Linked DNA regions of Mus musculus: region 1 is linked to region 2. A link is a contact called in public HiChIP or PLAC-seq data. All regions are on one chromosome and are shown on one strand. The core of a region is the stretch at or near the end of the contact, and the rest is flanking DNA. Distances in the headings are between cores, read along the strand shown.

Region 1 (3,175 bases), core at 307-2,806, 490 kb before region 2:
GAGGCCCCTGTGTTTGGGCCACCTGAATGTCCTGATGCAGCTTAGGGAATGACACTAGAGCCTAGCGGTGACTCAAAGAACACAGCTGAATTATCTTTAAGAAGATAATATGACACCTTCAGCAAGAGGGGGCAGTATCAGAAAATTCAAATGCAGGTACCCTGTCTTTTATAAGCAAGGAGGCTATATCTGCTGAAGAGTTGTTTCCCATGTAGTGCTGGGGCTAGGGATTGCAGTATTGCATCTGTTCACTCAGTGGGTGGACATAAGCTCATGGCTGGGCATTTGGCTCTTGTAACTCATCTGCAAACTATATTTTCTAGGATCATGGCTCTTGGTGTCACAAGAGTCCCTCTTCTGTGAAGACTCTTTTTCTACTCCAGATAGCTTTGGGCAAGCAGCCACCCCAGAACTCTACCCATTGGTTGTCCAACCTTCAGTACTGGCACCTACTTCAAAGACAGATACTGATGGAATAACCCTTGCCCCAAACCTGTGGACTCTCTCAGTAAAAGCTGACATCTCAGTTCCTGGCCAGAGAAGAACAAAGAAAGAAGATTGCTGTTCAGAGAGCTGCTGGCTGCTCATCTGCCTCTGCCACCACAGGTCCAGAGTGTGTCGCCCTGTGCCAGAGGGTAGAGGCCCATACAAAGAGCTGGTCCAGGTGTTGGAGGATGAGTCTGGCATGGAGGCTCAGCAGGGGTCTCTGGGGGAGTAACTCTGTGCTTGGAAAGTGGTAGTACTAATGGTGGAACATTTACAGGGATGCCCCCTCCTTTAATGGCACAAAGCCCCCAAGTTAGCCTGTTCAGCAATTCTGAATGGAATGCTCTAGGACCAGAAAAGAAAAGCCTAATCTTTCCTATCTGGACACCAGGCCTTGGGGACTGCTAATTTCTAGGACTGGATCTAGGGAGAACAACTCATATAGCACTAGTAAAGAGCATAGAGGGCCCCAGGTTCCCTGTCACTGGGTGTGGGGGTGTAGTGCTTCTGGGGACACCTAATGAGAACCAGCAAAAGGGGTTCTACAGTTCAAGAGTCCGGCTGAGGTGGCTCCCAGACTGTGCAGGAGTCCTCTAGGCCTAAACCTATCTCTTGGTTCTGGGAGAACTTGATTCTGAGATCTTCTCTTCCCAGCCCCTAATCCCCTTTGCATGCAGGGTTCTGTATTCACCCTGCAAGGCATAGGAGCTCCATTCTTGATGATAACTTCCCAGATGTCTGTACCAAAGAAGAGTTAAGGTGAAATGTGCTTCCTCCCACTCTGAGAATGTCTGTTTCCTGCACGTGATTGACATGCCAAATGAGTCTCTATGTACCACAGGTGTGTGGCCTACCCACCCAGACCTCAATCATGCATCCACATCAACCCTGTAATCCTGGTATTCATGTAGAAGAACCCACCCCACAGAAGGGGGAGGGCAGTTCTTTGCTGAGCCCCAATATCTGGGCTCTAGTCCAGACTTCTCAAGGGTGTGGAGAAGACCTTGTAAGCAAACACATTACTAATTCCCCCTTGGAGTATTGCTATTTATACCAGTGAAATAAGTAGGCACTGTCTAAAGACAAATGAGTAATGGGAAAGTTTAGTTCTCAGGATTGCTGAAGAGGCCTGGCAACCCTTTGCTGTTCATGAACAAAGCAAATCCCATTAGCAAATCTCACTCTGTGAGATGTGAAGTCTCTCCAGGATCTCAAAAGGCAGATTGTATAATCCTCTTTTGCCACAGAGAAAAGGAGAATCCTGTGACTTAACTGAAACCTGTGAGGAGGCCCGAGCCTGCATGCCTGTCTCCGAAGGGTTGCTCTTCACTCCAGCGTCTTTTCTCACACTCCTTTCTCAGACCTCCAAGTCACCACTTCCCAGCCTCCACTAAAGTCAGAACCATCTAGAGAGCTGATATCTGGACTTTACTTGCCAGGATACTGATGCTGTTGGCCTGAAAGTGACTGGGAACAGACTCTCTAGTCATTGACCAGGGTCTGGTCTATTGCAACTCCCATGCTTAGAAGCTGTTTGCATTGGGTTTAGAAGACATTATGTCTGTTCCAGATGTTTCTCACCCCTGTATGTACAACTGTTCCCTGTGCTCTAAGAAGTCAGCCCATCTTACCACGAGTCACAGGTTCCTGGGACACTTGTGCAAACCCTGTCTGTTGGTCCTGACCTGATATAGTAGGTTCAGGCTGGGACCTGAAAATGGGTATTTCTAAGAAGTTCCCAGGCAATGCTGTTGCTAATGGCTAGAAAACTGAGCATTGGCAACAATTCCCTGGAGGATGACAAAACCTGCTTACACAGGAGTTCAGACACAGGTCTTTCCCACTAAAGTCCGGAAGCGGACCTACATTTGTATTGTGTTCCTTCTCTATATTGGCTTCCTCCTCCTAATGATTCCTAGTGGTCTCACATGGAGCCATATCTTTCTGGGGTCCGTGGCAGCACCAGAAAGTGCAGGGGTTGGCTCAGGAGAGGAGCACACATCTCTGAAAGAGAATGATTGCCAGGGTTGCGCAAGCTGCTTTCACCCTTTCCGGGGCCTACCTGATTCCTTCAGACTCACAGTCCAGCGTGGCCCTGGGGGCTCTAGGAAAGCATCTTGGGACTGGTGAGAGGAAGCTATATGTGCACCATGGCCACACTTCTTTCTTCTTTTTCAAGGGTAGGTCTATAGCATACATTACCCGTTGTGAATTTGTAGAATAAACTGATGCGTTAAAAAAAAATCCACTGTCACACATTTGGAAAGCAGGGCCAAGGTGAGTGTGGGAGCTACCTCTTATTGCCTCCCAAGAGATGATTTTATGCATCTCTTTCCAACTCCTCACTCAGAGACACATTACTGGCTTCACTATAGTGGAATATTTATACCACACAAATGGCACACCAAATAAATTAGCATTGATTGCCCTTTCTTTTCTGAAGAGTGAATTCATAAGCACATCTCTGTTTGGGTATTTATCTTTTTTCACATTGCTAAGAATGTGAGATGTCGATTCATTGGCTTAACACGCAAGTGTCTTTTCTTGACCACATTGTATTTATCACCAGTGTATTAAACACATACAGGTGGAACATCTACCTTGCATCTGGGCTCTGGGGCAATGAGACATGATCAGGTAAGTGGTAGGGAGGATGGGACCACAGTGCCAAATGGCAGGAGAAACCTGA
Region 2 (3,231 bases), core at 163-2,662:
TTTCTTTATCCATGCACAACATAAAGAAACTAGATTATTATCTACTAACTCTTTTGCTAAATATCTGCCAATACCATTTCCAATAGAACTTGGGTTCAGTTCCTACAACTTGGCCTAACTCCATTCTGCTGATCTCCAGCTGTATAAACTTCAACTCCCAGTATTCACCTGCACTTACTGGGTGTATGAGGGATACATCTGTACTAGATAAGAGTAGAGCAAGCAGCTTTGAGGTATAACTGCTGAATTCCACCACCACATCATACAAATGCCTTAGAAATCTCAAACAGCAATATCACAATTTATAATTTGCAATCCAATTGAAAAAAAATGCCTTTCTTAAGAAGTTAACACAAACCTAGAACAAAAGGAGGTAGAGTCTATCATGTAATTTTAGTTCTTATATAAGCAGTTGACTAAATACACAAAATACATAAAGACTTAAGACTTTTTTTTTCAGGATATTTACAAGTCCCCACCACTTACCTCTCTCATTAAATTGGCAGCAACGATGGATTACAAATAGAATGGTACATTCCAGAAAAGAGAGAATTGAATGACTGTACTCCTAGATATTTTTCTCAAGCTTTTTCCAACCACTAAATTCAGACAAAAATAGCTCACTATTCCCTACTGTCTTCACGGCAAAGAAGTCTTTGTGGGCAGCGCTACAACTTGAAAGTGCTCTTACTCACTCTTGAGTGGTTCAGGCGTTCATGAATCATACCCTATACTCCGCCCCCCTTAGTTAATCACCCCTGAATCAGATTCAGTAAACATTTAATAAGAATATGCGAAAATCAGTCTGGATACTTTCTGAAGAGAAAAAGAAAAAAAAAAAATAAAAACAAGTCATTTAGTTCACAGTGAAAGAACTCTCTGGCCTGAAATACAAATAACGCTTACACATTTCCAATCTATTGAAATGGAAAGAGCTACGAAGACCATTTGATTATGGTGACAGTGTCGATGGGGTAGATGTTACATGTATGCTCAATTTGGCAAATACACCAATGCTTTAAATTCAATAGAATTTAGTCTATCTATGCAAGAGAGAAAAATAATGCTTGAAAGGCAGTCATATGGCCTTCTGCTTCAGAGGTTTGGCTAGACGGCCAAGTGGAATGACAACTATTCAGAGTAAGGGTGTTGTCTTAACCTACAGTAAGAAGACTCTTTGAACATGGAAACCACAAACGCTACTCCAAAGAGTATGCGGCCAATAGAACGAGTCACAGCGACCTTATAAAACAAAACCATCCCCATAATATGTCACAAGTATTTCAATGGAAGCCAATCAGAGGACCACTGAGGAACAAATTTAAACAAAAAACAAGAAAAATATGTTAAGAATTTTATAAACAGCAACTTGCTTGACTATATAAAAGGCCCCATGCTCAGGTTTGCTCCCAAACTCAGAAACTCATCCAACCTACTCAACATCCAACCAACTCCTGACAACATGGCCTGCTGTGCTACTAGCTTCTGTGGCTTTCCCACTTGCTCCACTGGTGGCACCTGTGGCTCCAGCTGCTGCCAGCCCAGCTGTTGTGAGACCAGCTGCTTCCAGCCAAGCTGCTGTGGGACAGGCTATGGCATTGGGGGTGGAATTGGCTGTGGCCAGGAGGGTGGCTTTGGAGGTGTGAGCTGCCGTGTTAGATGGTGCCGCCCTGACTGCCGCGTGGAGGGCACCTGCCTGCCCCCCTGCTGTGTGGTGAGCTGTATACCCCCAACCTGCTGCCAGCTGCACCACGCCCAGGCCTCCTGCTGCCGTCCATCCTACTGTGGACAGTCCTGCTGCCGCCCAGCCTGTTGCTGCTACTGCTGCTAATCCACCTATTAAGAGCTAATTTTTTGATTGCCCAGATCATGGTATTCTTGAATTGTGCATCTCCTTAACCAACTCTGGAGCAGTAACAAGTTCTCCAACCTTTGCTTCGTTGTCTTTTATGAGGCCTCAGAGTACAGGCGCATCACAGCCCTGTCCGAGTCTGTTCTATAACCAATACCTTGACCCTCTACAGTGGATCCAGAAATGCTGAGAACCCACAGGCTGACCACCAAATTGTTCTGGATGTATTGCATCTGAAACTCTTGCAGAATTGAAAATTGTCAAAATCTTGAAGAATATTTTCTTTAGAACAATCTGTAATCCTATTCTTCCTGCTTGGTGACCAACTTTTATCTTCTGTTTACTTAAAGCTTTTCTAACATCAAAGACACCAGCCCACAGCTGAGAGACATTCTTCAGATGTCATCAGAGAAAAATGGAAGTTCCTTAACCAACTTCTGGCTGCTAAGAAATAGGCCAGACCATTCTACACTTTTCCACTGGATCCTTTCCTTATTTTTTTTGGATCATAATTCGTTTGCCTGCTGGCCATTCCATTATATCTGTAGCATTGTGACTTCTGATGTTTCTTAATAAAGCTTATATCCTGGGCAAATTAACTATGGTTTGTTTCTACTTGTGTTTCATCTGCTTATGGTATTAGAAAATGTACTTAAATGAATCCATTTGTTCCCTCTGAGGGACTGAAGTCAATCGTGTTTCATGTATCACTCATTCCATTAAAATGTATTAAGTGCCACTTTAAAGCAGGAAGTTGGAAGAGATGATAGAGACTTGACAGATGATGAAGATCAATTCTTACCTGTGACAACATGGCTATACAGAAAGAAAAATCATATGCTCAAATAGCTACTATGGAATGCGATAAATTGTAACCTCTTCCCAGCTCACAAAAGTAAACTTAGTGGGCAGACTTGTTTGTGGCCAATATGTCTAGAGATGCCTGTTTACAATAAGGTATTAACAATAAGGTTTCCCTACAGGCCACAAAGCACCAGAATCCCACCAGAATGGTGTGAAATAATAACAACTGAGACTGGAAGAAATTTTTTGTCTAGAAATAGAGAAAAAAAGAGAGTATTATGTCATCGGGAGCTTGTGGATCTTGCTATCTGATCTCTTCCTCATTAAACCAACAAACTCAGATAATCTTTGAGACTTTCCATGAAAAGCATTAAAGGGTCTGGGTTTCCTCTGCATGTAAATTTAGAAGAAGACAAAGGTCACCCAGGAGCTGGCTGAACAAAGGAACCACAAGAAAATAAAGCCTCAAGAGCTCTCAGAAATGATCTAGATGGTCTCCACCATGGAAATAGCATATTGGGTTTGTTGACTGAAAAGAAGGCAGAGAGTGAGCAACAGGACATGAAAACGTAAGA

Evidence for each region. HiChIP or PLAC-seq counts read pairs in DNA pulled down with a chosen protein or histone mark.
Region 1: a FOXA1 HiChIP or PLAC-seq map of pancreatic cancer cells shows a contact between it and region 2. The contact joins the enhancer-like site here to the promoter of Krtap1-5 in region 2. A contact is called at or near these places in 12 of 39 promoter capture datasets (the C10 cell line, the HPC-7 cell line, cranial neural crest and 6 more), 1 of 115 datasets of contacts at active chromatin or transcription factors (pancreatic cancer cells) and 3 of 9 other capture datasets (adipose tissue, liver and macrophages).

Annotation. Positions count from the first base shown.
Region 1 is chr11:100,072,367-100,075,541 of GRCm38.p6, reverse strand. No RefSeq gene overlaps it. Among named protein-coding and RNA genes, the nearest start is that of Krt32, 14 kb to the left of the region's middle. Within about 2 kb of position 1,556, at least 9 of the 459 cell types and tissues checked have an H3K27ac peak or open chromatin away from gene starts, as enhancers often do. A contact at or near this core is called in pancreatic cancer cells, where this site is marked.
Region 2 is chr11:99,579,197-99,582,427 of GRCm38.p6, reverse strand. Krtap1-5 (keratin associated protein 1-5) reads left to right here and starts at 1,412. Exons shown (of 1, transcript NM_027157.3): 1 at 1,412-2,451. The coding sequence starts at 1,463. The coding sequence ends at 1,831. Gm32730 (a long non-coding RNA gene) reads right to left here and starts at 655. Exons shown (of 5, transcript XR_880207.2): 1 at 487-655.